2 separate regions of the Ovis aries genome follow, and region 2 is linked to region 1. Evidence: chromatin contacts called from public Hi-C data. All regions are on one chromosome and are shown on one strand. Each heading gives the region's core, a stretch centred on a gene start, on an enhancer-like site or on the middle of the called end of the contact. The rest is flanking DNA. Distances are from core to core; before and after follow the strand shown.

What was found. A called contact is a pair of places that touch in the nucleus more often than the background predicts.
Region 2: a contact with region 1 is called in a Hi-C map of blood, with 2.1 times the contacts expected there. The contact joins the promoter of BCAS2 here to the enhancer-like site in region 1. A contact is called at or near these places in 4 of 16 Hi-C or Micro-C datasets (blood, skin fibroblasts and tail adipose tissue).

The regions. Positions count from the first base shown.
Region 1 is chr1:91,694,864-91,702,002 of ARS-UI_Ramb_v3.0, reverse strand. No RefSeq gene overlaps it. Among named protein-coding and RNA genes, the nearest start is that of TRNAE-CUC, 180 kb to the left of the region's middle. Within about 2 kb of position 3,337, at least 7 of the 54 cell types and tissues checked have an H3K27ac peak or open chromatin away from gene starts, as enhancers often do.
Region 2 is chr1:91,957,955-91,965,093 of ARS-UI_Ramb_v3.0, reverse strand. BCAS2 (BCAS2 pre-mRNA processing factor) reads left to right here and starts at 3,826. Exons shown (of 7, transcript XM_027973457.2): 1 at 3,826-3,979; 2 at 4,086-4,178; 3 at 6,788-6,858. The coding sequence starts at 3,887. It overlaps DENND2C (DENN domain containing 2C), which reads left to right. Exons shown (of 19, transcript XM_060413197.1): 19 at 894-2,861. The coding sequence ends at 925.

The DNA of each region.
Region 1 (7,139 bases), core at 2,088-4,587:
TGCAGAACTCAAAAACATGTATCAGATTGTTAGTATGTATCCCTAGGACTGTTTTATGGCTGAACTATTGTTTGACTGCTTTTCCTTTGCATTCCCTCAGTCCCTGCTTCAATTCAGTTCAGTTCAGTTCATTTCAGTCGCTCAGTCGTGTCTGACTCTTTGCAACCCCATGAATCGCAGCATGCCAGGCCTCCCTGTCCATCACCAACTCCCGGAGTTCACTCAGACTCACATCCATCGAGTCCGTGATCCCATCCAGCCATCTCATCCTCAGTCATCCCCTTCTCCTCCTGCCCCCAATCCCTCCCAGCATCAGAGTCTTTTCCAATGAGTCAACTCTTCGCATGAGGTGGCCAAAGTACTGGAGTTTCAGCTTTAGCATCATTCCTTCCAAAGAAATCCCAGGGCTGATCTCCTTCAGAATGGACTGGTTGGATCTCCTTGCAGTCCAAGGGACTCTCAAGAGTCTTCTCCAACACCACAGTTCAAAAGCATCAATTCTTCGGTGCTCAGCCTTCTTCACAGTCCAACTCTCACATCCATACATGACCACAGGAAAAACCATAGCCTTGACTAGACGGACCTTAGTTGGCAAAGTAATGTCTCTGCTTTTGAATATACTATCTAGGTTGGCCATAACTTTTCTTCCAAGGAGTAAGTGTCTTTTAATTTCATGGCTGCAGTCACCATCTGCAGTGATTTTGGAGCCCCCCAAAATAAAGTCTGACACTGTTTCCACTGTTAACACCTTCTTAAATCTGCTCTTTGGACTTCAGGCCTAGGAGACTAAAGCCTTTTTCTAAAAATAAGAAATGGGGTCATGGAGGGGCTTTTGTACCCAGGACGGCCCCACAGTGTTTTGCTTGTTTCATGCCTCAGCCTCCTCATCTGTAAAATGAGGATAATGGTAAGATTACCTGCCTCACAGGGTCCTTATGGAGTTGCTGACTAAAGATGATAGCTGGCATATACATTATGTGCCGTTCTTAGATAAATTGTGCTCATTTTGTAGCCTCAGATGTAGATGAGTTACAAGTGTAGTTTAGATGTCCCTAAAAGCTATTTTAAAAAATAATTTTATTTGTCTTTGGCCGTGCTGGGTCTTTGTTGCTGTGCACGGGTTTTCTCTAGTTGCAGTGTGCAGGCTTCTCCTTGCGGTGGCTTCTCTCGTTGCGGAGCACGGCCTCTAGGACGTGAGGGCTTCAGTAGTTGTGGCTTCCTGGCTTCAGAGCTCAGGCTCAATAGTTGTGGCACACGGGCTGAGTTGCTCCACGGCATGTGGGATCTTCCATGACCAGGGATTGAATCTATGTCTCCTGCACTGGTAGGCGGATTCTTTACCACTGAGTCACCAGGGAGGCCCCCTCTAAAAGCTATTTCTTTTCAAATAAAGCACATATTACAATAGGTGTCTTGTGTGAATGGGAGTTTCTCACCGTTGTGTATGCCCCACCTGCACTGGGGCTTTAGCCACTCTCCAGACTGAATGGCCTCAGCTAGCCCCACCTGGATGGTTCACCCAGGCCCTCTTGACCAAGGATGGCCCTCAGGGTCCCTCTGAGGGGCAAGCCTGGGAGAGTGTTACTGAGCCAAACTTGGGTCCACTCTCTTGCCCTCAGTAAAGTGAATCTACCCTATTAACACTGAGTTGTGGTCAAGGAAAGTGCAGCGTCAATCACAGGGCGCCAAGCATGGAGTCCCAGGCAACTAGTGCTCAAAGTACCTTCCCTGATGGGCTTCAGGAAAGCATTTTAAAAGATCAGCTCAGGGAAGGACGTCCCAAGGTATGTGATCAGCTGGTGCACAATTCTGATTGGTTGATGGTAAAAGTAAAGGGCTGGGTCACAGGGGTTAACATTATCAATCCTTAGGTGCCACTAGTAGGTCTGAGGGCTACTGTGCTCATGGTCATCACGTAGTTAAGTTCTTCTATTTAGTGGGGGTCCTGACTCAATGGACGCAAGTCTGAGTGAACTCCGGGAGTTGGTGATGGACAGGGAGGCTTGGCGTGCTGCGATTCATGGGGTCGCAGAGTCGGACATGACTGAGCAACTGAACTGAACTAAACTAGCATCTGTAAAACAGCTCAGGAAATGGCACCAGATACTGTTACCTAGGTATTTCAGAGAGGAGCTGAGGTGGAGGATATGGGGAAGGGTCTGTCCTGGGAAGGTCCCCGGAGGGTCCTGCTTGGTTACAAGAGAAGAGAGAGGCAGCAACTGTGGGCTTCCTGGCCTTTGAGTGAGGAAGTGAGTCTGAAGGTTTCTGGCTATGTAAGCTCAGACCTAAGCTAGGTATCTCTTATATGGAAAGGGCACAGTGGGCACAGGCTTACCGAGTTCACAGGAAGGTCCTGAGGATGAGGACAGAAACCATATGAGCATGCTGAGACAGAGACTGGAAGTTCAGCATGGTGTACTCTCAGCTCTTAACACAGCTGGCTTTCCTGGTTGCCCCGGGCTCCCAGGAGAGGTGGGGCTGTGAGCTGGGGCTCTGAGGCCCTGGAGACCAGAACCCTGGGGGTAAAGGGGAGGTGGGGAGTACGCTCTGGCTCCTGAAGACCATTGACACCCAAAGGCTGGGAGGCTTTTGGCCTTGCCCAGGGCAAGCATCCTGCAGAATGTGGAAGGAGCCTGGGGGGTAGGATGTCTGCCCCACAGAGAAGACCCCTCAGGGGAGGCCAGGGGTGAGAGGCTGGAAATTGTTGCTACAAGTTAGCAGCTTGCTGCTCCAGGAGAGCTGGGCCTAGGGGGGCCTGAGTGCTGGGAGCGGCTGTGGTCTGCAGGGCCTCAGGAATGCAGCCCCACAGGCCCCTGCTCAGCCTGTTCTGGCCCAGTCTGGAGGGGACATGATGTGCCCAGCCCACAGGTGGGCCGCCCCCTCGGGGTGGTCAGGCATGGCCTGGAGAACACAGAATGTGTCTGGCAGGAGCCCCAGGGAAACTTGCCTCGGGCCTGACACCCTGGGGCCTGGCCACTGGCCCCATGGTTCCCAAGCTCCTCCTCAAGGCCCAGCTCCCCTCCTGAGTTTGAGACACAAGTCAGCCCCAGGTGCAGGAAAACCCTCTCTTGAGGACAAAGAGAACCAAAGCAGCTTGGACGGAGAGCTGTGAGGATATGGCAAGTGATGAAAGGCGCCCTGTAAATGCAGCATATTTCAGTGATTGTCCTTGTCAGAAAAACAGAAGCGAGCAAAATGTTTTGCAAGCCACCTGATTTAAGTCTTTGAACCACACTCACACGTGACAGCAAAATGCAAATGGCACTGGTTCTCGGAATCTGACTGCTTTCCTTTCATCGTGAGACTGTTATTATGAAAGGCTGCCAGAGCCTGCCCACTTCCCTTAGAGAAAAAACTTTTGTGACTAATCTGATCACTACATTGGATTACCCTCAGGTGTGGCACCTGGGAGAAATAAAACAGGAAGCTCAGAGCTCCCCCAGAGGGACTGAGGATTGAGAGATGGGGTGGGGGTGGGGAGTTCATGTAATAAAGAGTAAATAGGAGAAGGAAATGGCAAGACACTCCATCGTTCTTGCCTGGAGAATCCCAGGGACGGGGGAGCCTGGTGGGCTGCCGTCTAAGGAGTTGCACAGAGTCGGACACGACTGAAGCGACTTAGCAGCAGCAGCAGCAGCAGCAGCAGCAGCAGCAGCAGCAGCAGCAGCAGCAGCAGCAGCAGCAGCAGAGAACTATTAGCTATTTGTGCATGTGTGCATGGCAAGTCACTTCAGTTGTGTCTGACTCTATGACCCCGTGGACTGTGGCCCACCAGGCTCCTCTATCCATGGGATTCTCCAGGCAAGAATACTGGAGAGGGCTGCCATTTCTTCCTCCAGGAGATCTTCCCGACCCAGGGATCAAACCCACATCTCTTGCATCTCCTGCACTGGCAGGTGCTCTTTACCACTAGCACCACTTCAGTTCAGTTCAGTCGCTCAGTCATGTCTGACTCTGCCACCCCATGGACTGCAGCACGCCAGGCTTTCCTGTCCATCACCAACTCCCAAAACTTGCTCGAACTCCTGTCCTTTGAGTTGGTGATGCCTTCCAACCATCTCAACCTCTGTTGTCCCCTTCTCCTCCTGCCTTCAGTCTTTTCCAGCATCAGGGTCTTTTCCAATGAGTCTGTTCTTCATATCCAAAGTACTGGAGTTTCAGCTTCAGCATCAGTCCTTCCAATGAACACCCAGGACTGATTTCCTTTAGGATGGACTGGTTGGATCTCCTTGCAGTCCAAGGGACTCTCAAGAGTTTTCTCCAACACCACTCTTCAAAAGCATCAATTCTTTGGCACTCAGCTTTCTTTATAGTCCAACTCTCACATCCATACATGACTACTGGAAAAACCATAGCTTTGACTAGATGGACCTTTGTCAGTAATGTCTCTGCTTTTTAATATGCTATCTAGGTTGGTCATAACTTTTCTTCCAAGGAGTAAGCGTCTTTTAATTTCATGGCTGCAGTCACCATCTGCAGTGATTTTGGAGCCCCAAAAATAAAGTCTGACACTGTTTCCACTGTTTCCCCATCTATTTCCCATGAAGTGATGGGACCAGATGCCATGATCTTCGTTTTCTGAATGTTGAGCTTTAAGCCAACTGTTTCGCTCTCCTCTTTCACTTTCATCAAGAGGCTTTTAGCTCCTCTTCACTTTCTGCCATAAGGGTGGTGTCATCTGCATATCTGAGGTTATTGATATTTCTCCCGGCAATCTAGATTCCAGCTTGTGCTTCTTCCAGTCCAGCATTTCTCATGATGTACTCTGCATAGAAGTTAAATAAGCAGGGTGACAATATACAGCCTTGACATATCCTTTTCCTATTTGGAACCAGTCTGTTGTTCCATGTCCAGTTCTGACTGCTGCTTCCTGACCTGCATACAGATTTCTCAGGAGGCAGGTCAGGTGGTCTGGTACCCATCTCTTTCAGAATTTTCCACAGTTTATTGTGATCCACACATCAAAGGCTTTGGCATAATCAATAAAGCAGAAACAGATGTTTTTCTGGAACTCTCTTGTTTTTTCTGTGATCCAGCGGATGTTGCCAATTTGATCTCTGGTTCCTCTGCCTTTTCTAAAACGAGCTTGAACATCAGAGAGTTCACGGTTCACGTACTGTTGAAGCCTGGCTTGGAGAATTTTGAGCATTGCTTTGCCAGCATGTGAAATGAGTGCAATTGTGCGGTAGTTTGAACATTCTTTGGCATTGCCCTTGGAAAGCCCTTATTCAATACCCTGTGATAAACCATAATGAAAAATATGAAAAAAGAGTTTTAACTGAATCACTGCTGTATAGCAGAGAACACTGTAACCATCTGAAGCCACCAGGGAAGCCCGTAAATCAACTATACTTCAATAATTAAAGTACGTGGCAGATGTAGGGGCAGCACTCGGAGCGTGTCCACAGCCACCGAGGCCGCCTCCCACTCTGCTGCACAGGGACACTCTCCCGCGGGTCTGACCGTTCAGTTATCCGTTCTCACAAGTAACTGTTAGATCAAACTACCCACTCTTGGCCGTGGAAACACTGGCTCCCGATGATCTCAGGTGGCCTCGGCCTGGAGCGGCTTGAAGGATTTCGGTTCCCTGGCCAGAAATTGAGGTCAGGCTGCCACAGTGAGAGTGCTGAATCCTCATCACTAGACCATCAGGGACGGTGGCCAGTGACAAGGCCCCTGGCCTATTGAGTTTGCAGAAATGAATTCCACAGAGAAAAGGGAAATAGTGAAACGAGTGTTAATGAGGAGGAAAAAGAATGCGTGTGGATAGACACATTCAGGAGACTCAGAATCGAGCGCTTGTGGTTTGACTCACTTACACAGGGCACTTCCTCCAGGTTTCCTCCGGCCGATCATCTTGGTTTGCCTGGTTTGGAGCCTGTATTCAGTTTATCTCAGGGTCGTCCCATGCGTGCACACTTCTCTTAGCCAAGATGGATTCACATGAAAAGGCCTATCGGTAGGCTGACATCACTCCCTTCTGGCCTCTAAGGAGCCTTTCCATGCGTGTATAGTCAGGAAGCTCTCCTTGAGAATGAGAAATATGTGGTCTCTATCTGGACAGGACTCAGGTCCTCTTCATCTTGAAGTATCTGTCCACAGGGGGCAAACTCCAGCTGTTCAGCCTGGGGTCCATCTATCTCCTGCCTCACTGAGAAGGGCTTTGTTGGCATGGAGAGAAGGATGGGGCAGGGCTCCAAGCTGGCTTTGGTGAGAAGATGTGTGCTCTAACCTGACTGATAAGTGGAAATGTTACCAAATTGGTCGACTGGAACTGCACCAGAGTCCTAGCCCAAGTTAGGATCTCTTGTCTCAGGCCAGGGAGGTTCTTTTTCTGACTGGATTTGAGTAGCCAATAATAAAACCAGCGTTGGGACTGGAACAGCACAAGTTGTATTCAATGGTCAAAGAATCGAGAAGCAGGTTGGTTCATAAGTCAATTTCAACCCAGTTCAGACAGAGACACCAAATATATAGGAGGGGGCTTCCCAGGTGGCTCAGTGGTAAAGAATCTGCCTGCCAAGCAGCAGATGCAGGTTTGATCCCTGGGTTGAGAAGATCCCCTGGAGAAGGAAACAGCAACCCAATCCAGTATTCTTGCCTGGGACATCCCAAGGACAGAGGAGCCTGGCGGGCTACAGTCCATGGGGTCAGAAAAGAGTCAACATGACTTAGCAGCTAAACAAAGTAAAAGAGAGGGAAATGGAAAGAATGTGAGGAATATTCATGACTTATCTGAGAACAGGGGTGTGGTTGGATTCCAAACTGGTGCAGTTCTCCTTGTAGGAATCTTACTGGTTGTTGTCATGGCAACTGTTAAACACTCTTAGTACTGGTGGGTGTGTCATTTAGCATGTTAATGAGTTACAGTTACAGGGCATGTATAATAAGGCTCAAGGTCTCCTGGAAGTCAAACTTTCACTGTTTTGGGCCTTGTTCATTTGCTCAGTCATGTCTGACTCTGAGACCTCATGGACTGCAGCATGCCAGGCTTCCCTGTCCTTCATTGTCTCCCAGAGTTTGCTCAAACTCAGGTCCATCCAACCATCTCATCTTCTGTCGTCCTCTTCTCCTCCTGCCCTCAATCTTTAACAGCATCAGGGTCTTTTCCAGTGAGTCGGCTTTTCACATCAGGTGGC
Region 2 (7,139 bases), core at 2,577-5,076, 260 kb before region 1:
TTTGGAGGATGACAGGACTCTCAGCGGTTAGGATTCTCCGTCAGAGTTGTCCATGGGACTGTTTTCCTCAGATGAAGCTTCCTCATAGTATAAGAATGTTGCATATCATAATTGTTCATCTTTTTCTAGACCACATCCTATGGAGAATCTTATTAAAAACTGCACCTTTTCCCAGAAAAATACCGTTGGAGTATATAAACACATTTTGCAAATACTTTTAGGGTGTTCATGGACCCCCTTGAAGCCCATCCATGCACTCCAGGTTAAAAATAACCTGGTTAAGGGCATCTGAAGCAAAAGAGGATTTTCTGCAAGTCTCTAATTTTACACTTCAAATTATGCCTGGGGCTGTTACTTCATCTTTATACCACAGTGTTAGATTAGATCAGTGGTTTTCAGCTGTGACTATAATATTAGACTCTCTGGGGAACTTAAATGAAAATTCAGGGAATTCCCTGGAGGTCCTGTGGTTAGAACTTGGAGCTTCCACTGCAATTGGCATGATTCAATTCCTTCTCGGGAAACTAAGAGCCCACACTGCAGGCTGCATGGTGTGGCAAAAAAAAAAAGAATGAATCAAACCCACTCCCACCCCTCACCAGGCTCCAGGAAATCTCTGGAGAACAGGAAAAGCGATTTTAACTGCAGTCAGATTTGAAAAAGGCGGGATTAGATGATGTCTGAGTTTCCTTCTATGTCTACAATTAGACATTTGGGGGTTCTGTGTGTGTATGTTTGGTTTGGGTTTTTTGGTGGTTAAACACATCAACTGATAACTTGAGATGGCAGCTTACTCCTGGGCTGTTCTGAATGACTAGGTTTAATCCCTTGCATCAAATAATATATCCTAAATAAAAATGAACTAATGAGAGTTCACTGTTTTTTTCCTTTAGGAAGTAAAATGAAATTTCTGCAGAAGAAATGAAATTTTGACCGCCTCCATCCTGAATAGAACAGAAACTGCCAAAGAAACTATTTTTCCAAGAGTCAGGATGCCCTGAAGTATTCTACAAAATGTTGAAATGTTACAGAGTGGGCCAGGTTCTTGGAGGAGGATTCTCCTGTTGCTGCTGTAGTAACCATTGGAGAATTGTTGGGAGTAGTCTGGAACCTATACTTCCTTTAGTCTGTCTGCCTCCAGATTTTTTCAAGTGGCCTTTTGAGTCTTGGCTCATTCTTTGTGTTTTGAGTTTAGCCTATGAAGACACTTGTCTTTTACAAGAGAAGGACATGGTGTTGCATTTTTAAAAACAGCTCAAAGTTGAGCACAGTGAGAAAAGTGCTGCATTTAAGGTACTAGGGAGGCATGATATAAGTAGAGGACATAAGCTCTTCACACATAATTCTCATCACTGAAATACCATGGCAGCTTTAAACCTATGGGCTGTTTAAGGAATATACTCATCTCTTTTTTTAGGGGCGGGGGGAAGTGTTTAAAGCTAGGGGAATCTCACATGGAAGTCCTATTTATTAACACTGTTGTTGAGTATCTTATAAAAATAGATACCCTACAACATTCCTTCCACATTGTGTGGCACTTGGGTAGCTTGTCCCTCATGTATCAACATTAAACATTGGGAAATTATAGCTAATAGGGGGACTTCCCTGGTGGTTCAGTGCATAAGACTCCACACTTCCACTGCAGGGGACACAGTTTCCATCCCTGGTCTGAGAGCTAAGATCCCACATGCTGTGTGACATGGCCAAAAGAGAAAAAATATATAATAGGAAAATTTTGTCTCAAGGGCATGAAAACTACCTTGTTTTTCAGGGTCCATCTTGTGCCATGAATGGTACGTGTGTGTATGTCATCTTTAATTAGGTTTTAAATCAACTGTTTGCATCTCTCATTTTATTGATGAAGAAAGTGGAATTCAGAGAGTTTAAATAACTTTAAACTGAAGCCAGGACCATTCATTTTTTAAAACAAAGCTGGTTATTCCTACAGATGGAAAATTGGGCTCTGTGGGATTATAGCTATTGGAAAAGATTGTTTTGTTTTCTGTTTTAAGCTGAAGTGTGCCAGAGCCAGCTTGCAGCTCTGAGGATATAGGACTTCATGCTACAGGTGTCCAGCTGAGACTCTTTTCTTGGTTCTAGAAATGTTGGACTTTTTCTCTAAATTGGACTCAGAATATGGACATTTCCTGGGCACACACCACATAAACACCCCAACTTTTAATATCTAAAGTAGCCGTGATTTGAAAGAGAAATTTGTCAGCCATGGTGTAATTTTAATTGATAAATGTTATAGCAAGTGTCAGTTTGTTTTCTTCAACTCCTGCTGATGGCTTTAACTGCATAAAAAATATTCAAACTTAAAACATCGTAAGTTGTGTTATGATACAACTTACTGACTTGTGCAGTATTGTCATTACAATCCATTCAGGTGTGTGTGGATGGATCTGAAGCAGACAACATGTAAGATGGGTGCTGTATACTACAATTCCTATAGATTTGGGTCCAGAAAATAGAACTGAGCCCGTGTCTTAAAAAAAAAAAAAAAAAAAGTTTATTAAGCAGCTTACCCCAGTGGGACTTTTACCAGACATTTCCCCATTTGGTCTCTTCTGACACTCCCACCCTGAGGGAACAATCAGTAACTGGGAATTGAGTGTTTATCCCTCTGTGAGGAGCCCTTTACTTCAGGGATGGGAGCCTTATTTTTATCCCTATCTGAAGCTGCTTCCTTAAGTCTGTTTTGTTTTGTTTTTGTAAAGAATTACGAATTCTGGACATATTTGTAAGATAATCGCTCAGGATTTGTATAAAATATTGTTCACAGATCTTTTAATGAATAAACACAAAAAAATACCATGGATCTCTTGGAGAATTTGAAATAAAATTGCTTAAGTTGTAAAGATGTTTTACTTCATTTAAATCTATAGCTAACACACTTATCTAAAGGTAGGTAAAGGATAAACGGTCCTAAATTAACCAAGCCTGATAACCGTGGCCAACATTTTCAAGCTCTTGGCGAAGTCCGGGTGTAGATTTGCACACCGGGCACAGTGTATAGTGCTACTACATTTTTGGTCTTTTGCTGCTTGGTCGAAGGGAACTGGAAGCCAGGGACCAGAGACTGGGCATCAGCAATAGCAGGAATGGTTGGAGGCAGTGAGAAGAGCTCTTCTTTACCGAAAGGTAAAAAGGCAAAATGATTGGATTTTAGACACGCCCAGAAGGCAAAAATCGGCCTTTTTAAAAGATGGGATTAACGTGCAATCACCCATCTCGCCCTGGGGCGGGGAGATCAGGTTCATTTCCTTCTGCAGGCCTAAAGCCTCGCAATTTTAACTGAAGACTAGACCCCACTCCCCGCATTTATTCACTGCAAAGCTCCTCAGGGCGCCGAGAACAAAGAATAGTGGGAATACAGGAAGGAACTGCAAAGGAAAAGAAGTTTAAAGGAAGAAGGTGGAAGGTTACAGGAGTAATGCTGAGGTGGGAACCCAGTATCTTTCTCCCCGCCAAATCCTGCAGCCAGTTCCCTCCAAAAATTTTAAAGGATTCCACTCCCAGATTTTTTTTTGAGTCAGTGATGCTATCCAACATCCTGGTCGAAACCGAAAGCCCCAAATCCTCCGCACTTCGTTGCCGGTCGACAGCAAAAAGATGCAGCAAGCGGGAACAGGAAACAGACGCAACGGGGACTCTGGGAAACCACGAAGTGACGTCATATCCGACCAAAACAAAAAATGGCCGGGCAATTTCTAGCGGGCGTGCCCTCAGAATTAGCAACTGGGCGTGCACCAAAGCAGATGCACAGGTGACGTCATTACGTTAGTGTCGGGCGCAGGTGACGTGATTACGTTAGCGTCGTGCACTGGAGTATCGAAGTGAACCTGAGCCGGCGCAGACTTAGAAAACTCCAGTGAACCTAAGGATGGCGGGCACTGGTTTGGTGGCCGGGGAGGTTGTGGTGGATGCGCTGCCGTATTTTGATCAGGGTTATGAAGCGCCTGGTGTTCGCGAAGCGGTAAGTTCAGGGTTTTGTGTAACTGGCTCAGCGCTCGCTGGCCCATAGTGCCGGAAGAAGCGCCTAACAATCTGCTGCTCCTACCTTGGCCTCTTCTCGTCTTTAGGCTGCGGCGTTGGTGGAGGAGGAAACTCGCAGATACCGACCTACGAAGAACTATCTAAGCTACCTGACGGCCCCGGATTATTCCGCTTTTGAGGTAAGTGTGATGTTTTGAGCCCAGCGCACAGTGAACCCTTTTGGATAGGGAGCCTTTGCCACTTAAAAGTGAATTGTAAATTCCAGCTAAGTGTTCCTGCTTCACTGCCACTTACCCTGTTGTCAGTAATGTCAGTCAGTTGAAAATAGCTACATAGATAAGCCTTCTCCAGAGTTCTGAGACCCACAGGTTCTGAGACTTCCTAGGGCTCCGCAGACTGACCTAACAATGCAAAAATTAGTGTTACGTCTTTTTGCGTAAATTCTCAAAGGGATCCTCTTCCTCTAAGTATAAAACAAGTGATCTAGGCTTTTTTTAAATACACAAAAGCCTAATTACCTAAGCTTCTGAGAGCCACAGGATTTTGGCCTTTGTTTCAAAGCCTAAATACTTAATGTATGTCGTTGCTTGTAGAGACAAATAATATCTAAGTGAACCATATCAAACCGTTTAGATATTTAGCCTAGAAGTGAAACCAAAATACTGTGGGTGGTAGTTTAGTCGCTAAGTCGTGTCCAGCACTTTGCGATCCCATGGGCTGTATGTAGCCGGCCAGACTCCTCTGTCCATGGGATTCTCCGGGCAAGAATACTGGAGTGGGGTTGTTATTTCTTTCTCCAGGGGAACTTCCCAACCCAGGAATCGAACCTGAGTGTTCTGTATTGCAGGCAGATTCTTTACCAACTGAGCTACAAAGGAAGCCCATCCAAAATACTGTTTTGGGTCTAATTGTTGTTTAGTCGTGTCTGAGACCCCATGGACTGCAGCGCACCAAGGCCTCCCTGTCCTTCACTATCTCCCGGAGCTGGCTCAAACTCGTCGTGTCCATTGAGTTGATGAGGAGAAGTGGGCGGTAGAGGATAAGATGGTTGGATAGCATCACTGACTCCAAAAAATAATGGTTAAGTTTTAAGTAGGAGAGAGATGTTCCTACTGGCACACTTGTTTTCCCATGATTTTTTCTAGATGTTGTTACCCAAATATAGATGTTACCACATTAAGAACTAAGGACAGTAATGAGTCCTTATTAGCTTGATTTCTGAAAGTTTCAGATAATTGCATTCAGTCACAAACTTAAATACTTGAGCCAGTTTTGTGTTTAGCTCTCTTAGATACAACCTGTGCTTCCTATCTTTATAGTTCATATACTGATTATTTCTATGCTTCCTGTCTTTATAATTAGTATACTGATTATCTAGTGCATTTTATAGTGGGAGCTAATAGTATATTGCGCTCACTATCTCAGTCCTAAAAAAACTGTGCAAACTATATATGTTTAATATCCCAATTTTTTAGATGGGAAACTGGAGCTTAGGCTACGTAATTTGCCCAAGACCTTAAGCACTCCTCAACCTGCCTTTGAAACTGCTCTTTCATTAGTTCATTTAACAACTAGAGAACAAGAGTTTACATTCTAGAGTGTGGAGACAGATAAATCAGAAAATACCAAATTGTTGATAAAGCTATACAGAGAAATAAAGTAATAATATGATATAGAGTGACTAGGTGACTACTTCAGATAGTTTGATTGAGGAAGGCCTGTCTAAACTGAGATGAGAATGCTTCATGAACAGGGATCTTTTTCATCTTCTTCACCACTGTATTTTCATCATGTAAAACAAAATAGGCATTCAGATATTTATCACTGAATGTATGAAGTGGTTCTAAGCCAGTTTAATGAATGCTTAATGTATGCCATCCATGCCTAGAATTCCTTTTATAACTTAGCCCTGTGAGTGCTGCCTCAGTCTTTGAAGAGAGTTAAGTTAAAATTTCAGATATGTCACTTGTCACGTTGAGTTAGGTAAGGGCTCTGATGTTACACGGCTGAAGACAGCTTGTACTGTATATTTGTAGTTTCTTTCTTCCCTAATTGTTAATTTTTACTCTGTCACTGTGCATAGGGTTCTATCTAGAATGCCTTAGTTTCTACCGGAAACTAAATAACCATATTTTCTTAGAGTAATGTGAAGCTCAGCAGTAGTCCAGAAAAGGCTCTCTCCAACGAAGACATACTTAATGCAAAACTTCTAAACAGTGAATGTGGACGTCTAGAACCCCTTTTTAGCTTACTCTTTAGTCTAAATGAAATAGAATGTTGACTGAAACATTGGACCTAAAGAGGTAGAACTATACCACATTTTTTTGAAAATAGTAAAATTGTTAGAGGCCTCTCAGGTGGCTCTGGTAAGGAATCCGCCTGCCAATGCAAGAGACATGGGTTCCATTGTTGGGTTGGGAAGATCCCCTAGAGGAAGTGGCAACCCACTCCAGTATTCTTGCTTGGAAAATTATATGGACAGAGGAGACTGGAGGGCTATAGTCCATGGAGTCACAAAAAAGTCAGACATGATTTAGTGATTAAACAACAAAAACGGCTTTTCTTTGAGGGCCCCTTTCCATATGAAATGGGTCTGTATCTGTGCATGTTTCACATTCTAGAGAGCACTGACTACAGAGAAGAGTTGGGGGTGGGGGGTGATCCATTATAATAGGCAGTAGTAAAGCATAAATATTTAAGTAGGTTAGATCCGTTACTTGTTTGGTGGTTTTTAATTTGTTTGTTGATATGATTTTGGAAATAATTCTTTCTTCAATTTATATGTCAGACAGACATAATGAGAAATGAATTTGAAAGATTGGCTGCTCGACAACCAATTGAATTGCTCAGTATGAAACGGTAAGTCCTATTCTTGGTTCAGCTGGGCTCAGATCATTCTTTAATTTTAATTTATTAGTAAAACTTTTGTCAGTTCAGTTCAATTCAGTCTCTCAGTCGTGTCCGACTCTTTGCAACCCATTGACTGCAGCACACCAGGCCTCCCTGTCCATCACCAGCTCCTGGAGTTTACTCAAACTCATGTCCATTTTGAGTTGGTGATGCCATCCACCCATCTCATCCTCTTTCATCCCCATCTCCTCCCACCTTCAATCTTTCCCAGCATCAAGGTCGTTTCCAAG